Linked DNA regions of Anser cygnoides: region 1 is linked to region 2. Evidence: chromatin contacts called from public Hi-C data. All regions are on one chromosome and are shown on one strand. The core of a region is the stretch at or near the end of the contact, and the rest is flanking DNA. Distances in the headings are between cores, read along the strand shown. Region 1 overlaps NCOA2 (nuclear receptor coactivator 2). Region 2 overlaps NCOA2 (nuclear receptor coactivator 2).

Evidence for each region. Hi-C and Micro-C count contacts between places; a contact is called where the count stands out from the background.
Region 1: a contact with region 2 is called in a Hi-C map of liver, with 3 times the contacts expected there. The contact joins two enhancer-like sites. A contact is called at or near these places in 2 of 7 Hi-C or Micro-C datasets (both in liver).

What each region holds. Positions count from the first base shown.
Region 1 is chr2:128,727,011-128,733,020 of Taihu_goose_T2T_genome, reverse strand. All of the region lies in intron 3 of NCOA2 (nuclear receptor coactivator 2), which reads left to right. Among named protein-coding and RNA genes, the nearest start is that of NCOA2, 89 kb to the left of the region's middle. Within about 2 kb of position 3,255, at least 1 of the 3 cell types and tissues checked has open chromatin away from gene starts, as enhancers often do. A contact at or near this core is called in liver, where this site is marked.
Region 2 is chr2:128,652,229-128,657,938 of Taihu_goose_T2T_genome, reverse strand. All of the region lies in intron 12 of NCOA2 (nuclear receptor coactivator 2), which reads left to right. Among named protein-coding and RNA genes, the nearest start is that of PRDM14, 46 kb to the right of the region's middle. Within about 2 kb of position 2,043, at least 1 of the 3 cell types and tissues checked has open chromatin away from gene starts, as enhancers often do. A contact at or near this core is called in liver, where this site is marked.

The DNA of each region.
Region 1 (6,010 bases), core at 2,006-4,505, 74 kb before region 2:
TATTTTTATATAAAATAACATCTGCCATTATTTTTCCAGTTGGGTATCTCTGTTTCATTGCTTTAAAATGTTGATTTTTATTGTATTTTTTTTTTTTTTTGGGGGGGGGGGGGGGATCTGGGAGAAATACAACAGTCCCAGTAGGTTTTTCTGTGTCCTGTTGAACAGAGAAACATTGTCAGCGGTTGACTGAGAATACTCAGCTTATGAAAATAGTATATAACTTGATGGATAGTATTTTACAGTGAAGAGATGTCCCTCTTGAAAGGATGTGTAACTACTTGGGTTCAGATCTTGTGTATTTTTACTCTGGTGAGACTCCTACCTAGCAATATTCTTGTATATTTGTTACTGCAATGTTTTGGTTCTTCTCTTCAGTAATTAAGTGGTGTTCTCAGGGCTTCTCCCAACTTTTGGTCGTAAGAGCTTTCCTTTTTTCTTTCAATTCTCTTTTCTGTTTTAGATAGAGTTCTTTCATCTTCCTACAGTAAGAAAAATTACAGAGTTCAGTAGAAGTAGTGAAACTTTAAAATTTTAAAAATTTTAAATTAATATTCTGTCATTCTTGTTAATAAGGGACAAAAAATGTCAGAAAAAAAATCAGCAAATTTTTAAGGACATGGGGATTTATTCAAGTATTAAGTGCACAAATAGATCAAAGATCTACTGTGTCTAGAAGTTAAAGATTTTAGACAGGAATGATGATTGTTGAGAATCGAGCAACTTTTCTGAGTGTATTTGCAGAACAGAGCCATGTAAGAATCTCCAAGTGCAGACACTGATTTAGAAGCACATACTTTGTGCGTTTTGCTTTTGATTCTATGTGTATGTCCAGACGTGGTCATTTCTGAATTGAGTAGATTGTTGGTAACAAAGCACAAAAGCAGTAAAATTAGCTGACGGATGCCAGCATATCAGCCTTGCTTTAGGAGTTGCTAAGCAAAATCCTGTGGTCTTTGCTATACAAGAGGTAAGATAGACCATTTTGGCCTTACATTCTATTTTGGTTTATTTATAGGGGTAATTTTTATTCTTTTGTTTGTTTGGTTTGGTTTTGTTTTATTTTAAGTAAATGATTGTGATTACATAACAATTTGAACTTTGTGAACATATTTTAGCTTATGGACTGAAATGGACTTAGAAATGATTTAATGTTATTAATTTGATTATTCACTGTTATATATTACTTAATTGATATTTTCGGTGGAAAGGGCTTGCTCTTGTTCTCTGTTACATTTACGAAGGGTTTAGCATGTAAGAGTTAAACATGAGACAGCTATGCAACTATTCATGAGTGTTGACTTGTCCTTGGAGATAGAATGCACTTGAATAAATACTCAATTACAAGAAAAAATTAAAGGATCACAAATCTATCACAATTCATAGACTACAGTAAAATAAATGTCCTTGAAAATGTATCTCTTTACATTTATCTCCTACTAGAATATATATGCAGTCTGTTTGCCTGTTTTCCTTTGAAAACTGTCTAGAAAAATCCACCATAGGTGCATTTAAATATTGTGATGCTTCTTTTAGGCAATAAAAGGCTGGTTAGTATAAGCAGCTGTCTGGTTTGGGCCATCTAAATTAGCTTTCTGTGAAATTATAATAAGGTCAAATATTTATTTTTAGCCTCATTTCCTATGGAAACAAGGCTCATAAGGTCATACCATGCACTTGTATACATGCACACATGTTGGTCCTTCATCTTCCCTCAGTAGCTCTTGAACCTGTTGGTGATTTTGGTCAAATCTTTCAGCAAAGTGTAGAGGTCTCAAAATGCAGAACCCACAGGCTCTGTGAAAACAGGTAGCTGAATATAGGTGGGAGCACCTAAAGGTGTCCTGACAGAGGGAAATAGCATGAAATACTCTTGTTAGTGGCCTATGAATCCTAGGAATGGGTAAATACATTTTTTTTATAGATGTCCCAGCTGTGGAAAAAGTTTCTTTCAAAGCTTTCACTGTTCCAGACACCAAAGTCAACCAACGAAGAGCTGTAAATCTGTGGGAGATGAGGCTTTATTAATTCTGTTGCTCATGGGACTACTTATGTAAATATTTTAATAATGATATCACCAACATAAATATCTTCATGCAATCTATTTTTGCATATTCAATTTTTAAGTTAAATAGATGGGAATCCTCTTGTGAAAATCTTAATTTTCAAAGACAGATTTTGTTTTCACTGTGAATATTAGTTGAAATGTCCACAGAGCTTCTTCTCCCCATTAGGACAAACTGAGCAGTTGCTTTGCCCTCCTTTTAAAACTACAGGTACAATAAATGCTTTCCGGCCATGTTTTGCATGTGGTTCCGAATTGCAAATAGCCAGAAATGCCGGAGTGTTTTACGGGGAAAATTCAGTACAGTTGCTGTGCTCCAAGGGAGTTCACGGGGAAGAACAATATCTATACAGTATGCTTACTGAATATGGAAATAATAATAATAATTATTAAGCTAACCAACAAGAGGTGTATTCTTAATAAAACGTGTGGGTTGTTTTTTCTTCGGTGTAATCATATGACTGTATAATACAAAAATTGCTTTGAGAGTGGGTCAAAGATTACACATAGCAAAGACTCCTGTGATTGGTTATGAACAAGTGAAAATACTGTAAACTTTTGACCCGGCAGCAGCAAATGGAACTGTGTAAAGCACCTACAGATGGCAGGATTTAACATATAGTCGGTCTCTCGCCCTTTCACAGCAATTACGATCATATTACACCGGGCACAGAGGGGAAGTCGCTTTGTAACTGTAACACAGTGCGTCTTTGAAAGTTTTGCATATGCAGTTGCATGTTTCATTTTGGTACAGCCATCAATTAGCTTAGCAAAAAGAATTCAACTTTTGTCGTTCTTGTTTGGCTTAATTTCCTGACTACCGTGCCAAGTTGGTTTTGAACAAAAAAATCATTTGACCGTTCTGAATAATTTTGATAATTCAGACTGCAGGGTATTTATTGCTAAGCCTTAAAGACGTGGTGAAAGTTTTATGTCATTCTGCTGCTGACTTGGGGATGAAGGGATGAGGAAGTGCGACTTCAGAGAGAGATCTGGGAAACAGCACTACCAATAAGCTCATTCAGTTCTCCTGTTGTTCTCAATGCAGGCATTTTCTCGTTCGAGTTTTGAGTTTACAAAACCTAAACAGCAAGAAGACCAATGGATAAACTGTGTTTATTCATCTGACAAAAAAATAAGGCATTTAGACCATTTGGCAGGTTTGGGTTTCTTTTGTGCCCATGAAATCACAGATTAGATAAAGTGAAAAGAGTCTTGTGAATTAGAGACTAACAATTGCCATTTTCCTGTGAACTTTGTCAGTTAACAAAATCAGAAGTCCGGTTGCATTTTTGGCACAGAGAACTGGTTATGAAGTCATCCAAGCATATTTCGTGTAACCCAGTGCCTTTCAGGGAACTGATCAAAGTGGGGGGTTGTTTGCCTGTCTGTGTGCAGGCTTCTCCCGTGTTTGGTTTTATTTGTCACACTTCAACACATCGGCAGTCAGAAAAAAAAGTCCGACTTGTAGAAGGCACGCTTCTATATTTGTGATGCAGCCACTATCTTCCTTTCCGTCTCTTCGATTTGCCTCCTGGCCTGTAATCCGATGCGTGTGCCAGATGTGGGGAGGTGGAGCGAGAGCACTCCAAGCTTTTAGACCATTTCATGGAGGGGGTTATTTTATTATAACTGTGGTTCACAAAAAATTTGCCTTTGGTTTTCCAGGATGACTTTTACGGAGAGTGGAAATTGCAAGCATATGGTAATAAGATAAATAAGGTAATGAAATATGCTTTTTGGAGGAAGGAAGAAATTTCAAATACAGATAAAATAAAGGTGTTTCTTTTTCTCCTTCATTTTTATTTTTTTTTTCTTCATGTTGAAGCTTGCACTGTACATTGACTGCTGGGTTTAATTCCATTTCTTTTTGGAGACAAATGTATTCACTTCAGCCATGCCTGTACCTGCAGCAAAGAGCTGCTGATGAAAGCTTTAAGGCACTTAAATGGCTCAGTGACTGCTACCACATGAGTTTGATTGATTTGGTCACACAAGATTTTGAAACTTTCTAGTTTGTTAAAATACAGTGTAACGAATCCTACTCTTCTCAAATGCCAAGCAGCAAACCTTATTGTAGACTAATTTTTCTACAGATTTTTAATAACCCTTCCAAACCTCTCCCTCCCCCCAAAAAAAAACAAAGAACTTGGGCATTTAAAAATCCCACCCGTATATTTTCCTCTTATGCCAATGGGCAGATATCCATGTTTGAGCCACACTCAAAATTTGCCCGGAGCCATTGAAGCAGCAACCTCTCGGAGGAGGCTGGAGCACATCAGTGCTGCCCCGTGCTTCCTGCACAGCCTGGGGTCTGTTGGGAGTTACCCATCAGACCTCAACGAAAAATTCAATGAGTAATCTTGATCTTAAAGGTAGTAGCGTAATTCGTAATTCTTCAATGTGTGTCTCTGTTGCGTTAATGACTTGGATGAATTTGTTGTTTGCATGGAAGCTATTCCACCCGAAAATAGGGGCTATTATTGCCAGATTTCTACCTAATAAATTCCATTTTCAGGTAGGTATTCTGGATTTGTTCTGCTTTGGAGATGCAAAACCGAAATCTAACTTGATAGGGAAAAATGTTCCTAATGTATGGAGTAGAAAGGAAAATTAATTAAGAAGATGGGTTTCATACTTGAGAAAGGAAGCTATTTTATCTACTTATGTTCTTTCATCTTCTTTTTGAAGCACAAGAAGGTATTGAAACGTTATTACTGAAATTGTACTATTGAAACTTTATAGAAATATTGTGGGATTATTTCCATAGTTTCACTGATTAAAACAGAAATCTAAATGAAGGACACTTACACAACTATTTTGTAAATAATAGACTAACCAGTTTTATATTGCAGTAACTGAAACATCTCCAACAATTACATCTACTTAATAAATATGCTATGTGCTTCTATAAAATGTAAAACATGTTAGCACATTGACCAGTCCAAGGGATATATTAAACCTTTAACAAGTGACACACGCTTTATAGTGCCATTTTTTTTTGTTCTTGTTTTTGTTTTTGTTTGTTTTTTAATTCTGATCATTATTTCCACAGTATAACAGAGGTGCTTACATTTCTTAATCATTGATGGAAATAAAAGAGTTAAAATGACTCTTCTAGTATCACTCAAGTCTGAGTACGAAGGTTTCCATTATAAGTTGAACAAAAAGTTCTTATCTACACTTTGGTAAGTAGGTGAAACTCCTGTGTACTGTATTAGTAAGCATAGTTTCCTTTCACTGTTATCTAAATATCTAATTTAGTTTTCCTTTATACTCACTCTGAAAAAACAACCTACAAAAGCTATCATTTCTTAGACTGCATCTTGCATACAGATAGCATAAAGCATGATGTGCTTTCCTCCTTTCTCCTCCCAAAAGATAAATTTCCCAACCTGGTGAAATATTTTCCTTATTGTCCTGTACTGAAGCATAGCTTACCTGCATCAGTACTTACCTGGTCTAATGCAGATTTTAAAGTTGTGCTGCAAAAGAGCACTATCACTGCTGTATCAGTAATATTTAGGTCACCACAAGTGAATTATTCTCACAAGGATATTCTGGATATTGAAATGGTTTTAAACTGTCATTTAACCATTGAAAAATCTTTACAAATAAATTAGCACATAGATGCTATTTGTGTGCTGCACACCAAGCTAAGCGCTGGCTGAATAACTTCAGGATAATAGTAGTAATTTGCCCATTTAAATCTAGCTAAAAGAACTTTTGTTCCTGATAGATTTAATTTATTAGTGGAATAGTAGGTAGACAAAGTGCAGATTTAGATTTTTTTTTTATTTTTTTTTTTCACATAAAGCACCAAAAATAAGGTGAGATACTTATTACAAGGAAGGAACTGCTGAATTTGGCTCCCTTCATTTGTAAACCAGGTAGGAACACAGAAAATGTTGAGTCATGAAGGTGTGGGATCTGATATTTTCTCTT
Region 2 (5,710 bases), core at 794-3,293:
TCTTTCAACAATGCTCATAATCGCAAAACATAAAGGCCAAACATGCCACTGCAGTGTGGACGAAGCATTGTTAAAATTTTAGTTATCCAAGCATTCTCTAAGGTTGCTTTAATTCTTCCTTTTCTATAGAATTTAACAGGTATTGCCATTATGTAGGAGCAATTGTGGTTTTTAAATTCTTCCTATGCTTTAGGGGGAAAATGAGTCAAATTACGGTAATTTCTGCAGGGATTAATCCTCAAGCCTGGATATTAATTTAGTTCTGAATACAGCTAGTATTTTGTTGCTGCCTGCAGAGGGAGGGCACAGCTTTTCAGTGAGAATTTATACTTTGCTAGGCTAGAAAAAAGTGATATCAGGAAATTCACAGCTAAACTGGCTAGAATAAGCTTTTGAGACAGTCCTCAGTGTCTGATACTGCACGAGAATGTAGAATTTAGTAGTCACCAAAAAAATTACTTCTATGTAAGTAATTGAGAAGATCAAAATCATGGCCTTCAGAAGGTTTACTCTCCAAAAAATAAAAATTTTTAAAGAATTACAATCTTCTCTCTCATGATCTCTGTAGAGTAGACCAAAAATAGCTTAGCTGTGAACCCATTCATAATGGGCAGGTATTATCCCCTCTGGAAAGTAGCTATCTACAATTTAGTTTAAGCTAGTCCTACAAGCTTCTCTTATGGCTGGTGAAAAAGTACATAAATACTTGGTGGGGCAGCATTATGTTTTCCTGATAGGCATTTAAAACAGTGAAGGTAAGCTGCTGTCTAGTGACGTTTCTATTTACTACTGGTAGCCTGGACAGCTGGTTTAAACGAGCTGCCTTACTTTTTAGTGACCAAAGACAGGCAGGTTGTGTCTCACCCTAAATGTAAACGGGTAACTGTAAAGACTAACTTTAAAGAAAGAGGCTTCAGTTTCTTCAAGTATTGCCAACCTCAAACATTTGAAAACTGGGTCCCCAATTTTACGAACTTTTTAAAATGAATAGTCTGTTCATTTTTTATTTTTAGACTTCGTGTTTCTGAGGTCGAGGGAGGGATTTGAGGGGGCTGGAGTATGGACTGTGGATGCATTGCCTTTTCTTAAAGTCTGAAGACCGAGGTTTTCTCCCAGGAGAGAAGGGACTGGAGGTGCTGGAAGGGCCAAGAGCTGTTAAGGAAAACATGAAGCCCTGCAGGAGACGCGCTGGAGTGGTGAGGGCTGGAGAGCTGGGGCTTCCCCAGTGTTGAGGCAAGGAGAAGCCAGTTCCGCAGCTGCCTTGTAAGGCTGCTGGATAATGACAGAGGGGCTTTTGTTGTTCCTGTTGGTTTTAAATAGAGTTTTTAAACCTACTTAAAATGCAGTGAAACCTGGAGCTGAATAAACAAGAGAAATCCAACATGGAGTAGGAGAGGAAATGGTGGGGAATATAAAATAATGTAAGCATTTATCTAGCTGAAGGCCAGGCCTTTAAACAAATAACCACTTTACTCCAATTATAAAATCACTGAAAATATTTAGCATCAAAAACTCTTCGGCTTTGGAAGACGGTCTCCCACAGGAAGTGCTCATTGCCTAAATTTAGATCAAAGCTGGAACTATTTAGTACAAGACTAGAACACAGATTCTTGTGCTAAATTCTTCCATCCTCCTGTGTCCTTTTCCCTCCCCCCCTTCTTCCTCCCATATGTAAAAATTAGCTGTGTGCTTGTGTTACCTATTTTGCAGGTTTATTTAAGACTTCTTCTCCCCGAGGAATGTTGTATTTTTAAGTAATTAGTCACTTGAATGTTCAGTTTCTCTGGAAACTGCCGTGGAACGGCACTGGGATGGCCTCTGCAAGGGCCGTTCGGGGGCAGAAGAGCCATTACGTTTTCTCCTTTTACTTTTGGTGTGACTTTCTGAACAGGAAATGCTTTGAAGTGCACCACCGACCTAAAAATAGCACCCTTCTAGGTAGCGTGTTTAAACATACACTTCTGCAGAGACCAGCAACTGACAGGAAGCCTTTCTCAAATGGCAGAGAATATTTCCAGTGCCTCTGCACCTTTTTCCCTTCCTCGGAGTGGTGATGGTTATCGAGCTCTATCAGGCTGATTGTTATTCCAGTTCAGGCCGCTGTGGAGGAGAGAGGACAAGAGAGAGACCTGCCGGGGAGGCACTGGCAGGAGCAGGACTGCTGCTATCGAGGGGCTCTCCTTGCCCCTTACCTTAGCGGTCGCAATAACTGGATCTCTTTCATCTACTCCATCACAGACTTTAGGAAACAGTTGAGAAACCTGGTTTATCTGAGGCTGCTGTTCTTTGTCAGATCTGCTGGGACTGGCTGACAGCTCGGAGGGCAGCAGAGTGAAAGCATAGGGGAGCATCACAGAAATATCCCGTACTGGACAATGTTGTGTGTTACCTTGCAAAAGAAACATTCTGCTTTGCTGTATTATTTTGTGCTGCAAAACCCTTTTGTAAAATTGGGTGTGCATTTACATTCATGTTTCAGATAAAGAAACCAAGACGTAGAAACTTGACATGACTTACTCTCCGAGAAAGCACTTGGCATAGCATAAAATTAAATCCTTATCTCTAAATGTATTTGCCACTCATTTAGCCAGCAGACAATATAGACAACCTGTTTGTCTGAAAAGAACTTTGTAACGCTACTGTCTCCACCGGTGCTATTCCAGAAATCTTCATAAGCATGTACCTTTTTCTCCCCAGATTCAGAAACTGTTCTGGTGTTCCTCACGCATCTTGTCAACACTGCAGTCCTCTTGTTTTATGTGGAAACTAGTATCTTCCCAATACTAAAATATTTTCTTTACACACATCCTTATCATCCAAAAAGCTATTTCTTAATGTCCAGAATACATTGTATTAATGATGGACACGTGTTTCTTCTTGAAATTCTATCAAAACCCTAGAACGGGGCTTTCATTTTCTGGATAGCTTCTAATTAGAGTTCTAGAAAACAGTTTCCATAAGTTAGTAGTAGATTATCCTTATAATAAAACAGGATGTCTAGCCAACTGTATGTTTACTGCAGTCAGCAGGGAGAAAGAGACTATATTGGTTTCACTTCTGACTTACATTTCCCTCTTTTTAATCCTTTAATTTGTGGCCAATTGGGAGCAGAGATTAGGTTTTTGTTTTTCTTTCATGGCCAAATGTTTTGCCTGTGCCGAGGAGGTAGCTAATGAGCTAATTTGAAACTATACTTGCCTTATATAATCCCCAACTTGTGTCCCCACCTAAAGTCATCCTGTTGTAAGGAAAAAGTCCAAGGGGCCTCTATCGTGTGTGGTTCTAAGGGAAGTGTATACATGTATGAAGTTTGGAATAAAGCCTCGGTGCAAGCCTTGGGCATTGCCCATGGTGGAAAAGAGCTCTCCAGAGGGTGCAGGGTTTAGGACACATCCAGGCCTAAATCCACGGAAAGATCCCCTCAGTGGAATCTAGACTCTCACATGGCAACATCTGGAAACCAAACTTCATGCTTAGGTGTAACTGTACGTCAGTAGTGCTGAAAGAATTTTATTAATATTTGATTCCACCTCCTCTCTGTGATGGTGATAAGCACTTCAAAAGTCGGCAATTTTTCAAATAGAAAAATATTTTCAAGCACGATTTGTCTAATGTATTCTAGGACTTAGTTTCTCAGTTCTACTGAGATTGTAATAATTGTGTTGCTTAGAGTTAGCACAAGAACGTTCTTGTGCTCCTTTGCACTTTATCAGAAATATATATATATTTTAATTCATGACAAATAATTGTTTTAGAGGGAGTTTAGGGTGTGCCTTTTATTTACATAAAGTTCAATTTAGGCCATTAGCAAAATAAATATAGTGTATAAATAAAAGAAAAATCCCATGAAACTAACCAAGTACGGATTTTAACACTAGTTTCTGCACATATGGTGCCATCTGAGGGTGGGTCTGGAAAGTCTTAGGCTAACATCATAGCTAAAACTAACTTGGAGCTTTTGCAACTGTTGAGAACCCTCATCTCATCAAAAAATAAATAAAATAAAATATTTGATATTGATTATATTAAAGTAAAAAAAAAAGTTATGTTTTTTTGTTGTTGTTAAAATTGTTAAAATACATCTGTTTTATTTGGCCTTTCTTTGGCACTTCCTGAGGGGAATTAAAAGCATCTTGGGGATTGCAGTTTTCTGACACATTTGGATCAATATGTTCTTCTCTGTTTGTTTGTTGTTTTTTTTTTTTTATGTCTGATGTTTAAAGAAATAAATGCAGTAGCCAGAATGTTTAAAAAAAAGAGACACAAAGTCCCGCACATAACCAAAGGAAAAAACCCTGCAACATATAAAAACTTCCCTCACTGTTTTCTAAAATATGTTTAATGAAGGCCATATGTCTTAATTCCCCCAAAGAGTATTGAATCATCCTTTTATAATTCATGATACTCTACATCAGTCTCCTCTACTGGCTCTTGCAAGCTTCTTTTACCAGCTCTCCCAGTGCTCAAAATGCAGCTTCTGTAAACATCTCTTGACTGTCTCTTGGAGTGCCTTTTTGAATCTGCTTATCACCTGTCTGCTTAATGATTTAGGCTTCTTCTAATGACATTCAATTCCTCCTGGCTCGACCTTTTCTGTTGGTGTGCTGTGTCAACCAAACTGCTTGTGCAAGCCTGGAAGGTAGCGAGGCAGCGTAGGGATTTGTCAAGAGCAGGCAATGTCAGACCCATTTATTTTCCTTCTGCAACAGGGTAACAGGCTTTTTGGCTGAAGAGAAGCAGTGTATGCTATGTGTCTTGATTTTAGCAAAGCTTTTTGGCACTGTTACACGTGGTATTCTCGTAAGCAGATCAGAGATGCATGGTCAAGATGAAACTGCTGTGAGTGGGTAGGAAGCTGCCTGGAAATCCTTACACACAAAGTAGTTATTTAAGGATTCACTGTCATAATGGAGGTACTGCAGACGTTTGGGCAGCATCTGGAGGTATTCAGTATTTTTGTTAACCTAAATGACCTGATGCTAGAATACTAGTGCACTTAGTAAAGGCTGCAGGTGATACTTGCATGCCTGCAAATACTTTGGAGGACAACTTTATTTGGAGGAATTCAACTTATTTGCAACTAGGAGATATGTTGGAAAATTCTTAGGAGAATATTCAGGATGAACAAATGCAATAATGATAAACGAGAATCACTAATGTCATGTAATGAAAAAAAAAATCACAGGCTTTTCTGGAACATTCCATCAAATGTGTAAACTTTCTGCTTTACTCAGCAGTTGCAAGGCTTCCTCTTAAGTACTGTTCTGGACAATGCACTGCAACAAGAGTGTGGACCATCTGAAGGCAGGCTACAGGAGCATCAAGAATTGTAAGAGGTCTTGAAAATAGGCTATACGATGAAGAAAATTTGAAAAGTTGAGATTACTTCATTTTAGCCTGAAACCCCAAAACACAAGTACAAAGCAGCTTTCAAATACAGAAAAGACTAAAAGAAAGGGGAACACAATTTGTTCTCCAGATTCAAAATACGACAGGAAGGAAGGGACTAAATTCCAGTGGGGGAGGTTTTGTGTTGACACTGAGGAAAAAAAGAAAAAAAAAAAAAACTTGAACAGTAGGGATGGCAGAGTGCTGAAAGAAATTCCCTTGGGAAGCTGTGGATTTTCTGTCACTGCCTGTCTTTAACAAGAGGTTATATCAACTTCTGTTGGAAATGGCAGACACTGATTTTCTGCCTTGAGGTTTTACA